Regions from separate parts of the Mus musculus genome. Here region 2 is linked to region 1. The links are chromatin contacts, called in public ChIA-PET maps. All regions are on one chromosome and are shown on one strand. Each heading gives the region's core, a stretch centred on a gene start, on an enhancer-like site or on the middle of the called end of the contact. The rest is flanking DNA. Distances are from core to core; before and after follow the strand shown. Region 1 overlaps 4930469K13Rik (RIKEN cDNA 4930469K13 gene). Region 2 overlaps Dock2 (dedicator of cyto-kinesis 2).

Region 1 (4,042 bases), core at 471-2,970:
AACCTGGGGCAAAGGTGTGAATTCAGGGCTCCAGAGAAGTCTGGTACTGCTTCCCTAGGCTCGCCTATGAGGAGCTGACTGCACAGGGCCAAGGTGAGAGACGCTTCAGCCACAGAGCACAGTCCCATAATCTCCTGGTAAGAATCGTGATGTCATGATATGGTCCAAGATGAAACGTTGGGGTTTTTATCACACCCAGACCAGCTGAAGGCTTGTAGGCTAATTGATGTTTAGCTTTGCAGAAGGCAAGTTACGTTTTCTTTGTTAAACAGACTTTCCTTTAGCTGTAGTCGAAGAGGTGAGGCGAATGAGAAGCTACTCTGCCCTCTGCTGGGGAGGAACTGCAATGTCTCAGTTAATAGCAACCGAGGAGCTAGGACTCCTGCCACCTGGGTTTGCAGGTTATCTGAGTGGCTAACCGGACTGTGGCCAGGTCTTGTTCTGGAAGCATCTTTCTAAAACATCTTGCTTTCTGTTCTTCACTGTGAGTTTGTCAGGATCAAAACCAAGGCAGCTTTTGCCATTCCTGACCAAAAAAAAAAAGAAGAGAAGAGAAGAGAAGAGAAGAGAAGAGAAGAGAAGAGGAGGGGAGGGGAGGGGAGGGGAGGGGAGGGGAGGGGAGGGGAGGGGAGGGGAGGGGAGGGGAGGGGAGGGGAGGGGAGGGGAGGGGAGGGGAGGGGAGGGGAGGGGAGGGGAGGGAAGGAAAAAGAAAAGAAACCATAGCGGAGACTTGTAAAGGCAACAGTAACGATCACTCAGTCAGAACCGCAGCTTTGCACAAAGGCCACCATGACCCTACATAAAAACGTTTCTCCAGAGATACCTGCTCAGCCACTTCCTGTCACCCACAGACTTCCATCACCCTGGCTAGTAATTCTCATGGCCAAAGTGGATTGTATTATAATATCTTCTTTACGTATCTTCAAATTTTGCCTTCAGAAGCCTTGAATCCACACACACAATGACCTGTACAGTCTGGCGGCCAGTTCTCTGTTGTGCCTAAGTTGTTGTCATTGTGCTCGTGGAGGCTGTCTGCCACTGGGCAAGACTGTGTGTCGTCTCTGGTGGCTCATGTGTGTCCCCAGAAAACCTCTGGGAGAAGTTCTTTCTAGCAAAACTTCAGCTAAGAATATCTGTTTCTAATGTTTCTTTTCTCCCCCAAAACCGGGCCCAGGTTTCTCTCTGATCTCTAGGTTCAGGAAGGTGTCTTTTGTTGACTGGTGACTGTTTGAAACTCTGTCTTCCTGTGGTTTCACCAGCCGGTGCTGTTGTTTTCCACTCTCCTGATGCTGGGATTGGCGCAATGCTCTCGGCCCACCCTGTGACTCAGTGGTGGAGAGAGGGCTCTGCTTCCTCAAGGAGCTGCTAAGAGTATTGGTCAACCTCACTATCACCAGGGAGTGTCTCTGAGGTAGACTCTGAGTAGCCTAGGAGGGAGGCTGCCAGCAGAACTGACCCCCGCCCCCACACCCCAGGCCAGCAAGCAGGTCAGAGCTGCAACTGCTTCTAGACTCCTCACTGCCTACCCTGTGAGCTGAAGGACCAGGATGGCAGGAGGCACATCGAAGCGTTTGCACTGGAGAAAGGAAAGGAATCAGAAGAGGTCTGATCAGAACCTTCATGACAGTTCACCTCCCTGTCTTCCAGGGAACCACAGGGCCAGCCCCTAAGGGCGGTCACCTCCCCAGCAGGCCTCATCTCCTCTCCCACTGTGATGCAATGGAGGAAAGAGTGTCCACGTCATTCTCTTCTCTGCTTAGATTGTCCTGATGTGGGCCAAGGAGAGCACTGACAGTCCTCACCACTTCCTTCACAACCTGGGGTTTTAGGAACGTGGGATGGGCTGAAGAGGGAGGCAGGGGGGGCTGGAGGGTGCTGTGGGGCTCCTTCACCTTCTCTCTCCAAAGGCTGCTGCTCCCAGGGAAAGTTTGGAAACCTCAGAGCAATTGAGGTGCCAAATATTAATGGCATGCTCCCCTTCCCATGCCCTATCGTTGAATGCAGATACAAGAACCTCCTTCCTACTCTGACTCTGCAGACTCTTGTAAAGGACCCCCTGCTGCTCACATTCCTTCTCTGCTAGCCCAGCTGCACCCATAAGTCCCAGGCCCTGCAGATTTCAAGACCTTGACTGGGGAAACAACATCCTTTCTGGGAACAGGGAACATGCTCCTCCCAGACTGTCAAACAGTTGTCGGGTGGGAATTTCCCTTGGGGTTAGGACCACATCTTCTCAGTAACTTCCTCTGGCCTCAAACAGTACAAGTCTTGTGCCCCAAACAAAATGGAATTGCCTGTGACTCATATCCAGCCCTAGCTTTTGAGAAATCTACTTCCTGAGGTTGGGGGCTGGAAGTGTAGAAGTGAGTGTGTGCATGTGTGCTGAGTGAGAGAGCGCGTGTGCTCTGGGAGTCTTCCAGAGGAAGCAGCTGCATTCTAGCGTCTGGGCTGGGGAATTCTAGCTTTAAACCATCTGTTTTCTTACAAGGTTGTCCTCTGGCACCTCCCAAACATGTCTAGACATTTTACCTTTATTATTATTTTTTTGTTTTGTTTTGTTTTATTTTATTTATTTATTTATTTATTTATTTATTTATTTATTTATTTATTTATTATATGTAAGTACTCTGTAGCTGTCTTCAGACACTCCAGAAGATGGCATCAGATTTCATTACGGATGGCTGTTAGCCACCATGTGGTTGCTGGGATTTGAACTCAGGACCTTTGGAAGAGCAGTCGGTGCTCTTAACCGCTGAGCCATCTCACCAGCCCCTTACCTTTATTATTATGAGTTATTTATTTACATGCTTTTGGTAGTGTGCGTTCATGTATATGCATGTGCAGACATGTGTCAGTAGAAATGTAGAAGTCAGCTTATCACTTCTTTCTGTCTACCATGTGGGCACTGGGAATTGAACCCAGGTCCTCAGCCTTAGCAGCAAGCACCTTTACCCACTAAGCCATCTCACCACTCCTCTATTTATTTTCTATTTTCTGTGTATGGATGCTTTCCCCTGTGTATATATGTGCACTGTGTGTGTGTGTGTGTGTGTGTGTGTGTGTGTGTGTGTGTGTGTAACTGGAGTCACAGATGGTTGAGAATTGGTGCTGGGAATTGAACCTAGGTCCTCTGTAACAGCAATAGTGCCCATCCCTTCCCTCTCTTTTTATTTATTTATTTTTCTTAAGGAGAAGAAAAACAAAGTAGAACTACATGAAAACAGAGAAGAAGCAGGCCATGTACCCCTGAAGTAAATTTCCCACAGGCAGTGGGAATGGAGAGATGTCTGTAAGGCAGCCTGCAGTCTGAGGCTTCGAGCCTCTCAGTTCTCAGCTCCCTCATCAGTCTTGGATTCCATGCCCAGTGGAGAAGAAGCCAGAGGGCCCTCTGTGAGGGCGCTGCCACTTGCTTAGGAGGCAGCCCTGCTGGTGTTGGCCAGGGTATGTTCTGAGGGAATCAGGTTTGAAGCTGTTTTCGTTTTGCATATTGTTATTGCTGCAACAAGGAAATGTCAGTAGGGAGAAAGACAAAATGGGGAACTGAGACACATGGGAGTTTTGGCATTTTCTTTATTCTCTCCCCCTCCCCCTCCCTTTCCCTCTCCCCCTTCCTCTCCTTCTGTGTATCCCTGGCTGGCCTGGAACTCACTGTGTAGACCAGGCTAGTTTCTGACTCCCTAGTGGATTTTTGAAACACTGTTAGAACAATGAAGCTTTCTGATGGCTTAGCCAAACTTCAGCATCTGTCTTAGTACAAGAAAAGAAAGGGGCTCATGCCTGTCAACATCTGCTTTGTAAGAATCTAACAGAACCACATTATCTAATCTTCCTCTCTCAAACTCAGACGTGCTTGCCTCTCCCTTTCATGGTGGAGAAACTGAGAATAAGAGGTGCCTTGTCCCAGATCTGAGATACGGAGCGGACATTCCGAATCTAATGAGATTATCACCAAGGGTCTCAAGTTTACCACATCCTTGCTGTCTCTCAGCTCCCTCTCTATCTCTCCAGTTGGGTCTCACTTGTTCTGCTCCTGTCTGTTCCT
Region 2 (4,042 bases), core at 954-3,453, 730 kb after region 1:
CTCTGTAATAATAATAATCAATAATATCTAATAATATCAAGATCAAATAGGAATTATTTGATCAGAGGTTAAGAGTATGGGCTCTGATTAAAAGCCTCCTATGAAGTAAAGGAAGTAATGAACGAAATCAGATGGCAACTTGGAGACTGAAAAAAAATTGCAAACTATTTGTCTAATAAGGGGAAAATACTAAAAATAATGAAGGAATCATCTGACCCAGTAGTACAAAAGCAAGCAATCCATTTAAAACATGGACCATTTTTACAGAAAATATAGAAAACTGCTAACGAGAATATGAGAAGTCCCTGGGCATTATTAGTCATCAGGGTACTGCAAATCCAAACCACAAGACACTGCCCGTGTTTACTGATAAGGATACGTTCAAAAAGTCAAGAGGTAATAAATGAGTGTTAACAAGGAAACAAACTAAGTATACTGTTGGTAGGAAGTATACCGTTGTTACTCATCTCTATGAGTACAACTGCTATGGAAAAAAAAAAAGGCTAATGGTTACTAAAATCTTTAAAAATAGAACTTCCACATGGCCAACAAGCTCCCTCCTAGACATCTACCCAAAGGAAATGACATCACCAGTTCTTTAAGATGTCTGTGCTCCCATGTTCATAATAGTCTGCAGCTCTGTTCATAAAAGTTAAGGTTTGTTTGTTTGGTTGGTTGGTTGGGTTTTTGTTGTTGTTGTTTGTTTTTTCGAGACAGGGTTTCTCTGTGTAGCCCTGGCTGTCCTAGAACTCACTCTGTAGACCAGGCTGGCCTCGAACTCAGAAATCTGCCTGTCTCTGCTTCCCGAGTGCTGGGATTAAAGTCGTGCACCAGGAAGCACCCATCAGTGAGTGAACAAAGAAGCAGAGGTGTATCAAGTGCACTATACAAGCAGAACACTACTCAGCTGAGCGTGGTGGTGCATGCCTTTAATAAGCACATAGCAGAAAAAAAATACTCTATGATCTCATCTGCGTGTGACATCTAATAACAATAAAGAACCAGAGGGTCAGGGAGTTTGCTCTGAGATGGTGTCTCCTAGTAACATCAGAAGTTAACTCCATAACACCATCATGACAGCCCGAATGTGAGCCGAACAAGGATGAAACCAATGGACACACCTAAGTAGACAAGAACAAGCCACAGAGGCCACCATCTAACACAAAGACATGCAGGCAACTGAGGAATGCTGGGAGTAGGAGGGCTGGTCTTCCCAGAGAAGAGCACACCAACTGGGCAGTGCCAAAGGACCGGTCCAGGAAACATACACACAAAAAATACAATATGAACAGGTTATATTCAGGAATATATTCAGGAAATTCGAGACATAGGTCAGAAGATACAAAGCAGTAGATATGCAAACTGAAGAAGTCAAGAAGGACACGCGCAGCAGACAGACTCCAGTTAAGAAAACAATAACAAGGGGCTGGAGAGGTGGCTCAGTGGTTAAGAACACTGACTGCTCTTCCAGAAGTCCTGAGTTCAATTCCCAGCAACCACATGGTACCTCACAACCATCTGCAATGGTATTGATGCCCTCTTCTGGTGTGTCTGAAGAGAGAGATGTTTTACCCACATATATAAAAGAAATAAAATCTAAAAGGAGCAGGAGAAGGAAGAAAAAAGGAAGGGAGGGAGGGAGGGAGGGACGAAGGATACCATTATGTTGTATACCTCCACTATAGATAATAAAATGTATGTATTTAAAAATGAGTGTGTAGTCAAAACTTGGCTTAGAATGAAGATCTGAGTCCTCCTATCTGAGTGATCGTTGACAAGTGACATGTTGAATAGGAATAATCACAGCTGCCTTGTCAAATTTAAATTGTGTGAAGTGTTCAGAGGGATCTATTTCCCTGTGCCTGCCATACGGAAAATATTCAAAAGGTTAGTGGGTACCATGTCCTTTTTTGGACAATAGTTAAATTAATATCATAATCCAACAAGTTAGAAATGTTTTCTATTTTGTTTCCAGAACCTACAGACTTAGAATCTCATTCTTTTTATTGATGTCCTTTCAACATATTTCCATAACAACAGAATAAATGAGACAGAACTCAAGCTCACTGACATCTCAGCCCCACCCTCATTCAAAAAAACAGGAAAAGTGGGTTTCAACTTTCAGAGAGTGGAGCAGCATCCTCCAAACAATAGAATCCCTTTCACACCCAGCAGCTTCTCGCACACAGCTGAACAAAGGAGGCCTCCTGGCAGAGTGGTTCTTCAAATGATCCCCTGTGAAGAGCTCACAATGTCCCCATTGTTTGGGTCACAATCACCCTTGACAGGGTTGCTAGTACAGAAGGTGCTGTAGATTCTGGTGTGCCCCACTCTACCCATGGTAGATTCAATCCTTCACCACCTACCCAGAGCTCTTTGTGGCCCACACAGTCCTGCAGGCAAGGGCATCTGACAGCTCTGAAGAGCTGCAGATGTTGGCGGGCAAGAAGGCTGGCTCTCAGAACCCTGTCATGAGATACTCTCTGTAGAAAACAGTGAAGTATTACATTGCTTTATAACAACTCAAATCTCCCAGTAGCCTCTTTCCTTGCCCCTCCCCACGGTCATATTTTACTGGAAACAAGTCCAAAAATTTTCTGGAGTCTCTGTCTAGAGCCCCCCCCCCCCTTACTACTATAATAGACCCCACAGCCCTGACATACACAAGTATCCGTAAACAGACTTTTTTGTCATTCCAAGCCGGGCAGGGAATGAGTAAGTATAGTGTCCACATACAACTCCGAGAACACCTTACGAAGAAGATTCTAAAGACCAGCTACCTCAGAAGAACACCCTCCACTGTGGTCTAGGGGACAGCAAGGCATTGTGGTGAAGAACCAACCTGCCTCCTCCTTAAGCAAAAAAACCATTTTATAATATAGACAGACCAGGTTCATTCCTGTTTATGGTTAAACTTCTGCTTCTCAAAGATTGGGCTATACCCCACAGGTAACTATAAATGATTCTATACTGCCTGTTCCAAGAAACAACAACCATGTCTGTTGCTTATAACCATCTTACAACCCTATCTTTGTTTCAAAAGGTTATATGATTGCTTGTTGCTATGACTACCTTGTTTTGCCCATCTTGCAACTACCTCTTTGTGTCATAACTAACTTGTTATGCTTATGTTCTGCTTCTGCAACCCTGCCTATTTTGCCCACCAAATGCCCATTACATACTCCTGAACTATAAAACCCTTGTCTTCCTCACATCCAACGCTGACCTCTCGAGCCTCACCATTGCGGGAGGCAGCCCATGTACATGAATTTTAAAAGGCTTGCTTTAATTAATTTGACCATGATGATTTGGGTCAGTGTCTTTTTTCCTCACATTTTTGGAATTAACAGTGGCCCAGGTCTTCAATCCCAGTACTTAGAAGGGGCAGGCAGATCTCTGTGATCTATGAGTTCAGGGCCACCTTGGTCTATAAAACCAGTTCCAAGCCAGCTAGAAGTATATAGTGAGACTGCCTCAAAAAAAAAAAAAAAAAAGACAGTAGAGACAGAGGCATCTTGATATTTTTGAAGGTGGGTAATTGCTGTCCTAGTATACTTAAGCACAGTGGGGTGCCTGTCAGAAGCATCGTTATATGGGTATGTCACAGACATCTGGTACCTTAGTCTCCAGCTACATAGCTACCGGGCCATGAGTTCATTCATCTTAGTGCTCAACTGAGTAAGGAAGACAGATAATAGAGAATACTCTAAACTACCGATATTTAAGGGGGAAAGGGGGGGGGGAGGTGCAAAGCATGCTGGTCATGAGCCTGGAATCTTTGGATGTCACTAAATAGTCAGAGAGATGTCAACCCTTCTGAACTATATGAGTTTGTATTATAACATGTTATCTTCATACTAAAACCCACTCATATTTAAATCCCCCAGTTAGAATTGTGTTTGTACCATTCATACTTAGAGTACTTAGACACAGCTATTTATGGCTCATGATTCTAGAGATTCAAGGTCCCAGAGCACATTGCAGCCTCTGGTGAGTGTCCCCTTGGAACATTACATCAGCCTCTACATCCCGCTATATCTGT

The links. ChIA-PET counts read pairs in DNA pulled down with a chosen protein or histone mark.
Region 2: a contact with region 1 is called in an RNA polymerase II ChIA-PET map of memory CD8 T cells, with 147 read pairs. The contact joins two enhancer-like sites. A contact is called at or near these places in 3 of 115 datasets of contacts at active chromatin or transcription factors (embryonic stem cells, large pre-B cells and memory CD8 T cells).

The regions. Positions count from the first base shown.
Region 1 is chr11:34,008,676-34,012,717 of GRCm38.p6, forward strand. All of the region lies in intron 4 of 4930469K13Rik (RIKEN cDNA 4930469K13 gene), which reads right to left. Among named protein-coding and RNA genes, the nearest start is that of Gm51857, 28 kb to the left of the region's middle. Within about 2 kb of position 1,721, at least 150 of the 459 cell types and tissues checked have an H3K27ac peak or open chromatin away from gene starts, as enhancers often do. A contact at or near this core is called in memory CD8 T cells, where this site is marked.
Region 2 is chr11:34,736,923-34,740,964 of GRCm38.p6, forward strand. All of the region lies in intron 2 of Dock2 (dedicator of cyto-kinesis 2), which reads right to left. Among named protein-coding and RNA genes, the nearest start is that of Gm51858, 44 kb to the left of the region's middle. Within about 2 kb of position 2,204, at least 48 of the 459 cell types and tissues checked have an H3K27ac peak or open chromatin away from gene starts, as enhancers often do. A contact at or near this core is called in memory CD8 T cells, where this site is marked.